Linked DNA regions of Canis lupus: region 1 is linked to region 2. The links are chromatin contacts, called in public Hi-C maps. All regions are on one chromosome and are shown on one strand. The core of a region is the stretch at or near the end of the contact, and the rest is flanking DNA. Distances in the headings are between cores, read along the strand shown.

Region 1 (3,539 bases), core at 629-3,128, 92 kb after region 2:
TCATCTTTTTTGACGTGTATCTGTGTCTGTAGTCTTCTTCCGTGTAACAGGCACGGGTGCGCAGGCTCCGGAAATTAGGAATCGGCGAACAAAAGTCCGGGACCATGGGTCTAGCCCCTTGGTGTGTCACTGTGGCTCACTAAAGCTATAATGGGGCAGCAGGTCAGAAGTACTTGGAACAAGATCCCAGGTGATCCCAAAGCAATCGGAGGGTGCACACCCACGGCCTCTGCCCGGCCTCATCTCGGCTTTGGAAGATTCAGCAAACTAGCTGCTTTCTCAAAATGCAAACCCACTGCCCTTGAAACGCCCTTTAGGTGGGGCAGTCCCATAATATATGCTCTTGAGAATGAAGAGTGCTGAGATGCAGTAAGGATCATGGGGATGTCCGCTCGCTGCAGCTGCAGGTCACAGAGAGCACACCTGCTCCCGGCAGCGGGCACTCTAACCTGCAGGGCGCCGACCACGGGTTTCCCAAGCCTCCAACACTGAGTTCTGTTAGGCGCCCAGCGGACACCGTGGCCCTGTACTACCCCCAGTGCATCCTAAAGATGCTCTGCAGACAGGAGCGCGCGGTCATCGACGTGTGGTTATTTCACCGTGGTTTTAGGTATGGGTGTAAAAGAGCCCTTTTAATCACTGGACAAGTCTCCTCATCAAAACCGGAGGAATCGGCTAGACAAGGTCTCTACTCCTGGTCACGACAGTAAAAACATGCTTTTCTAGGACTCGAGAGGCTTGAGGGACGTCAGGTAGAGGCACCTCTTCCTGCATGAATTCCTTAAGCTTCAGGAGACAGGAAGAAACAGCCCGGTCTCCCCTACCCCGTCCTCCCTGCCTCGCTTTTCCCCACTCCCAGTCCCACCTGCCCACTTGCAATGTACCTTCTGGGGGGGGGGGGGGGTAAGTTGCTCTTTGCCGCAAAAGCGATTTTCTTTGGTAAAAAGTCAATTTCACTCTACGGGAGGAGAAGGACTTGAAGCCCCTAAGTGACAGGGGAGGCAGGAAAAATGAAGGGGGGGAGCTGGAGGCCGAGGGTGAGGCAGAGTCGCGGGCCGGGCTGCAGCGCAGCAGAGGGAGGCCTCGGCGCAGCCGCCGGGAGGCGCAGCGAGGCCCGGGCCGCACCGCAAGGACCCGGGCGGCACCGCAAGGACCCGGGCGGCCGGCTGCTCCGGGGGTCCCCGCCTCGGCTGGGGGGGTGGGGAGGTCCCTGCACCCAGGACCCTTCGGAAGCCTCCGCTCCCGCGGCGAGGGCTCCGCGGCCCACAGCGCCCGGCCCGCACCTGCCCGCCCGCGGCCCCCAGCGCTGCTTCCCTCTGGGTGGCTCCGCCGAGGCCGCCCCCACCTGCTCGGGCTCCTCCCGCTTCTGGACCTCGGGCCTGGGGGGGCGGGGGGCGCAGGAGCGGGGTCTGGGCCGCCCCCCGCGGTGGAGGCCCCTGCGCCCTGGCCCGAGGGGGCGGCCCGGGGCCACCGGGCGGGGCTCGCCCTGGCGGGGGCAGGTGTCCCCCCGCGGCCGGGTCTGTGAGCCCGCGGCGGGGGGCTCGCGGGGGGCTCGCGGGGGGCTCCGGCTTCCTCCTCCCGGGCAGGCGGGGGCGCCGCCCAGCAGCCCCCACGCGGGTGGCCCCGCCCCCGCCCCCGCCCGCAGCGCCCCGTCCCTGCAGCCCCGGCCTCCCGCACCCCGTCCCCGCACTCACAGCGCTTGGGTGAAGGCGCTCAGGCCCTCGGGCACGGCCGTCAGCCCCTTCCCCGAGCAGTCCACCCGACGGTCGCCGTCGCAGCTGCAGGGCGCCGCGCAGAGGGGGGGCGCCGCTCCGCTGGGCTCGGCCGCGCCGCGCAGCCCCAGGGCGAGGAGGCACAGCAGCCCCAGCGGGCCCGGCATCGCGGCGGCGGGGCGGCCGGGCGGGCTCCGGCTCGGGCTGCGGCTCACGCTCCGGGTGCAGCTCGGGCTGCGGCTCCGGCTCTGGCTGCGGCTCCGGGTGCAGCTCGCGCTCCGGCTGCGGCTGCGGCTGCGGCTGCGGCTCCGGCTCCGGCTGCGGCTCCGGGTGCAGCTCGCGCTCCGGGTGCAGCTCGGGCTGCGGCTCTGGCTGCGGCTCCGGCTGCGGCTCCGGGTGCAGCCCGGGCTCGGCGGGGACTGGGGCTCCGGCGGCGGCTGCAGCCCGGGCTCGGGCCGGGGCGGGCGTGTGGTCGGCGGGCTCAGCGGCCCGCGGCAGCAGCGCAGGGACGCGGCGCTCCGGCGTGCGGCCCCCCCCCGCCGCCCCATGGAAGCGCAGACGCAGCCCCGCTCCTCCCGCGGCTCAGGCCAGCCGGCCCGGCCGTGCGCAGCCGCGGGCGCCGCGCTCGGCCATGGCTCCCGCCCCGGCCCGGCCCCCGGGCCCCTCAGCGCCGCGCGGCGCCGCCCGCAGCCATCCCGCCCCGCCCCGCCCCGCCCCCCGCCCGGCTCCCGCGCAGACCCCCGGGCTCGCTCCCCGCCGCCGCCGCCGCCGCCGCCGCCGCCCCCGCCGCCTGGCGTCCCGCTCGGTGCAGGGCTGCGCGCCGCGGGCCCCGGGCCGCCGGGTTATGCAAATCACCCAGGTCGGTGCCGAGCGCCCGGGCCCGCGGAGCGCCATTGGCCGGCGGGCGCCGCGCTCATCGGCGGGCAGGGCCGGGGCAGGGCCGCGGGGGCGGGTCCCCGCGCGTGAGTGACAGCGGGGCCCCGGGACGCTCCTCCGCGAGGCCGGCCCGGGCGGGGCGGGGGGGATGGGGGGAATGGGGGGGCTCCGGCCCGGCCCGGCCCCGGGGCACGGCGGCAGCCCCTACAGCGGCGACCTGCGCGGCCCGGAGGGCGCGGACCCTGCGAGCTGTGCAAAGGGGAAGAAGGTCTCGAGGAGGAGGGGACAAGCCTCCCTTCTTGGGACACGCACGCGGGCTTGCTCCGAGGCTCCGGCTCTGCCCCGCAGCAAAGCAGCGCAGCCCGCGCATCCAGGCCCCTCCCTGCACCTGAGCTCTGTGCACCTCCGTGGAGAGGCACCGGGGAGCTAGGTCTTAGCAAGCAGTGAACCACCCAGGACACGGAGTTCGGGTGCTCTCCACCCAGAGTCCTTCTCAGGGACCTTAAAACCCTCAAACGCAGGAATCTCCTAAGAGGCCACGGGGCTGATGTTTCCAAACACTGCACACTTTTTGCAAAGGGAGAAAACACTGAGAAGTCAGCAGCAACTTTGGGGGCGGGTAATGGTCAGCATCCCCTCCCCTTGTGGACTTCTGTGGCTTCGCAACCCCGTGGAAGTCATTATTCGCACCCAATACTGTCTTATGGGCGCCTCCCCTCTCCCTTTCCACTGCGCCTTTTGGGTTGTTTTATTATCTACGTCGAAGATGGTTTTCCTGAATGCTTTAAGGCAGGTGGGGTTGAAGATGCTACCGTGAAGTTTACCACTCACCTCACCTAGGTAAAATTAAAGAAAATGGAAATAAGTTGAAACAGACCTAAGAAGTTTGAAACGGAACACTGCCAATCAGCTTTGCATTTGAGAGTTTATCTTCAAAAAACAATGCCCCGT
Region 2 (4,005 bases), core at 571-3,070:
TAAAATTTAGCAGTAAAAAAAATAAAAAATAAAAATAAAATAAAATTTAGCAGTAATACAGCAGTTTAAAGTGAAATCTTATCAGACTCCTTTAACCCATGAATAAACCATGCCTAATTTATCATATGATACTCGTAGTTTCAGTTAAAAGTAATGTCTCAGATAATTTACAACTTTTTACCATTAAATGAATTTATTCTGTTCACAAAGTATAGTAAAAATATTTATTCTCTTCTCCCACAGTACTATCCGCAAGTCCTGTCTCTATTATATCAAAATGTCTTTGTGAAATATAGCATTGTGTCAGTTTTCTGTAGGTTCACATTTATGTGGTTCCTGCTACAGTGTTAGTGACAAATCTGCTGTAAAAAGTTAAAAAAAAAAAAAAAAAAAAGCCAGTCTGATGAATGGCTATGTTATCTCCCTGACAGTCTCAAGGGCTCCAATTCATGATCTCAAAATCTAGGAAATAATGCTTGTGTTCTACTTTTTACCAAATTTGTGAGGACTGAGGTAGAAAATACTCTTAAATTATAGCCTCCCAGAAAATCTGGGAACCACAGCAAAAAACCAGCATACTCTATAATTTAGGGGCTCGCCATAGGTTCAACAAAAAAGAAAAATAAGCAAAAACACACCTGAGATTAACAAAATCTTTTGCTGCCAAGGCTTCTTTTAGCTTCAAGTTGCCAACAAGTTTCAGCTGATTTAGTCCACTGAGGCCTTCCGTAGGAAATGAAGTTAATTCATTGAAACTTATATCTCTGAAATGTGAATGAGAGCTCACATTAACTCCTAAGATGCAAGAACATCTGTACGTGTGTAAACATCATAAATATTAGAGCCCCAAGAGGAAGTTCAGCTGTGCTGAAACAACAGGCCTGGCATTCATATTGCCATCTAAGAAGGCATTACCCTATCAATGCAGGTTCGCATTTACGCAAGGGAGCAACCGAACAGGAAAATACTTCCGTAGGACAATGCTAAGACACAAGTTTCTGTAGATTATGCATCACCTTCACGGTATGACTGCATAAAATCATCAACTTACAGGTTAGTTATTGACCCAAGCTTGGCAAAAGCTCTGTTGTGAATTTCATGGATCTGGTTCCTACTCAGATCTCTGCAAGGGCAAGAGGATCATGTTAATCTTTCCAAATAAATTCAAATTGCAGTTAGTTTGACTATACTTTGGAATCTGAAGTAGTCACAGTATCCCTGATAAGATAACAAATCTTATTAATCTTGTCCAACAACTTCGTGTTTATGTTCAATCCCTCCCCCCCTTCACGAAAATCTATTTCTTGGAATGGGTTCCGCGGCTCAGTAATTCTAGCTGGCATCTGTTTTAAAACAGTTGTGAATTTTCTCCACCTTATCATTCTGGTACCAGTTCAAAAATATAAATGATGTGATATAACCTTTGGCACTATTTAGTAGGCGAAGAAAAACTCAGCTCCTGACAAAGCTGAAAATAAAAACAGGTTTCATACTATTTGCCTTCTCAAAGGTCAGTGATAAGGCCCCCACGGAAGACAAACAATCAATATGTAAACAAGAGCATTCCAGAAGGGCTTCAGATATCATTCTTTTCCCCCCTGAGCAGGAAATAAAAATCATATCAACACCAGAGCTGTACTATATTCAAAAACACACCCTGAGAAATTAGTAACACAGAGAAATAATCTGCAACCACACTTAGACGGAGCCTTGATGGAAATTCAGAGGCTGGATAAAGTCATTCCATTACGCATCTCCCAGATAACAGACAGCCGGACAAACTTGGTTCCGAATCATGGAAAGGCCAGCTTTTCATTGTTGTCGCTTATCAGCGCTCCAGAAGTGATGGCAGCTAGGAGCCAGCCCCCTTCCTCGCTACTGCCCAGACCCACACACGGCAAGCCTGTCAGGCACAAGGAAGGATCCCAACCTCTAACAAAATATTTTCTAGTAGAAAGCATTTTCAATGTCTTACTGGAGAGCTACTGGAAGATAGGATTCAATACATGTAATTTCACTCCATCTTCACATTTCCAAATTTGCTCTGTTATTTTAAAAATGCTCACTGTATTTCAGTGTGTTGTGTTTCCTGCACTGAGGTTCTGTGAAGGCGGGGACAAGGCCTGTCTTAGCCACCTCTCTATCTCCAAGTGCTTAATAGAGTATTTGGCACAAATACACACTCAAATACAAATACATTTTTTCCAATGAGTGCTTCTGCTGCATATTATTAGCTATATTTGTTATGATACATACCCCAGTGCAAGGGTCAGCAAATTTCTTGTGTGGAGGGCCAGGGGGTAAATATTTTCACCATTAGGTCATATGGCCCCTTACTAGTCAACTCTGCCACAGTATGGTAAAAGCAGCCCTGGACAACGCTTACACGAAAGGGCAAGGCTGTGTTCCAATAAAACCTAACTTGCCAAAATCGGAGGCAGGCTGGACCCTTTGCCTCTCGCTGCCCTAATGCACTTGCAAACCTCATTAGTACCACGAGAAAACAAACAAGCTCCATTTCTCAGGTTATACACACATTACGCTTTTTCACCTACCAATGTACGGTATCATAAATCAGCTAAGGTAAAAATTACTAAATAAAAAGTGAAAGGTTAAAAAAAAATACTGAAAGCAGATTATTGATAAAGCACCACGTGGTATAATTTGAACAATACTTATACATAATAAATTGCATCTTTAAGTGTATCACTTATGGGAATTATAATGTATTAATTTATAGGTGGACAAAAATTGTATTTGTTTCTAAATAATCAAAGAGAAACTTACAGGATCCGCAGAGAGACCAGGCCTTGAAAAGTACCTTCTTTTATTTGGTGGATCTGATTACGTTGCAGAGAACTAAAAAAAAATATATATATATATATTTTTTGAATTTGAAAGAGAACATCTCTTCAACATTTTCTCAGTTTAAATTCCTGATTAACACTGATTGATCTCGTTGAAAGTAAAGAGAACTGCCATTTCCTCGGTTGTAACACCAAAGGGTTGGACTAATTGGTATTCCATCCCAATGGATACTGGGAATTAACGTGTACTAACTAAATTCCTTAGCAACCTCACTCAGGAGAGCAGGAAGGCCACATGGTAAAAAAAAAAAAAAAAAAAAGGGACTCAGGACAAGACAACCATACCAAATGCTGTAGGAAGAAAGGGATCAGGAAAGGGAGAATGAACCCCCCTCCTCTCCCTGCTCCAAACCAACTTCCACCAGAGCTTATAGGTACACAGTAGGTGTCCACGTTTGGTTTCCCTCAATAGCCAAGAACAGGTTTTATTTGTGTGTTTTTTGGTGTACACAGCCCTCCGCCCATGAAATCTCACAGAATGCCCGATAAGTACCCAATATACGCTGGCTGCACGACCATACCTAGTACGATTTGACATTTATTCACAGGAACACTTGACTATACGCATGTCTTTCCTTAATATTTCTGAATTCTTAATAGTAAAGCCATTACTTAAAATAGAACATGTTCGTTCGATGAATCAACAATAAACCACAGCAAAAAGAGTATATATCAAAGACCCACTTACATTTCTTCCAGAGCATGGCAACCATCAAAGCTTGGAAGGTCTTTTATACTGTTGTAAGACAAGTCCCTTAAAACAACGAAAATTAACAAATTAATTTCTACGTTATCAGAATACTAAGTTAAAAGAGCTATACTCAGGAGTATCAAAGTATCAAATACTATACTTAGTATTTAGTAACAGAATACTAAATTAAAAGAGCTATACTCAGAGAGTCCAGGTAAGAAGATCTAAAATAAAGAGAGCGCTGAAAAAAAGCAACTATTTTTTTTTTCTTGTAACCTTCTAGAGTACCTTAGTGATAGAACAGGCTTAAGATTTGCAAACTTCATGTACATAATATTGAGTATAGACAATATAAAATATATTAAAAACACTTAAATTTTTTAAAAATTTTTAAATAAAATTAAAAAACATTAAGCATAGAAAAGAAATACATAAACATATAATATG

What was found. A called contact is a pair of places that touch in the nucleus more often than the background predicts.
Region 1: a Hi-C map of liver shows a contact between it and region 2, with 3 times the contacts expected there. The contact joins the promoter of LGR4 here to the enhancer-like site in region 2. A contact is called at or near these places in 2 of 9 Hi-C or Micro-C datasets (amygdala and liver).

Annotation. Positions count from the first base shown.
Region 1 is chr21:48,937,412-48,940,950 of UU_Cfam_GSD_1.0, forward strand. It overlaps LGR4 (leucine-rich repeat-containing G-protein coupled receptor 4), which reads right to left and starts at 1,879. Exons shown (of 18, transcript XM_038569287.1): 1 at 1,695-1,879. The coding sequence starts at 1,879.
Region 2 is chr21:48,845,886-48,849,890 of UU_Cfam_GSD_1.0, forward strand. It overlaps LGR4 (leucine-rich repeat-containing G-protein coupled receptor 4), which reads right to left. Exons shown (of 18, transcript XM_038569287.1): 12 at 3,556-3,621; 13 at 2,788-2,859; 14 at 1,052-1,123; 15 at 639-764. Among named protein-coding and RNA genes, the nearest start is that of LGR4, 91 kb to the right of the region's middle. Within about 2 kb of position 1,821, at least 3 of the 20 cell types and tissues checked have an H3K27ac peak or open chromatin away from gene starts, as enhancers often do. A contact at or near this core is called in liver, where this site is marked.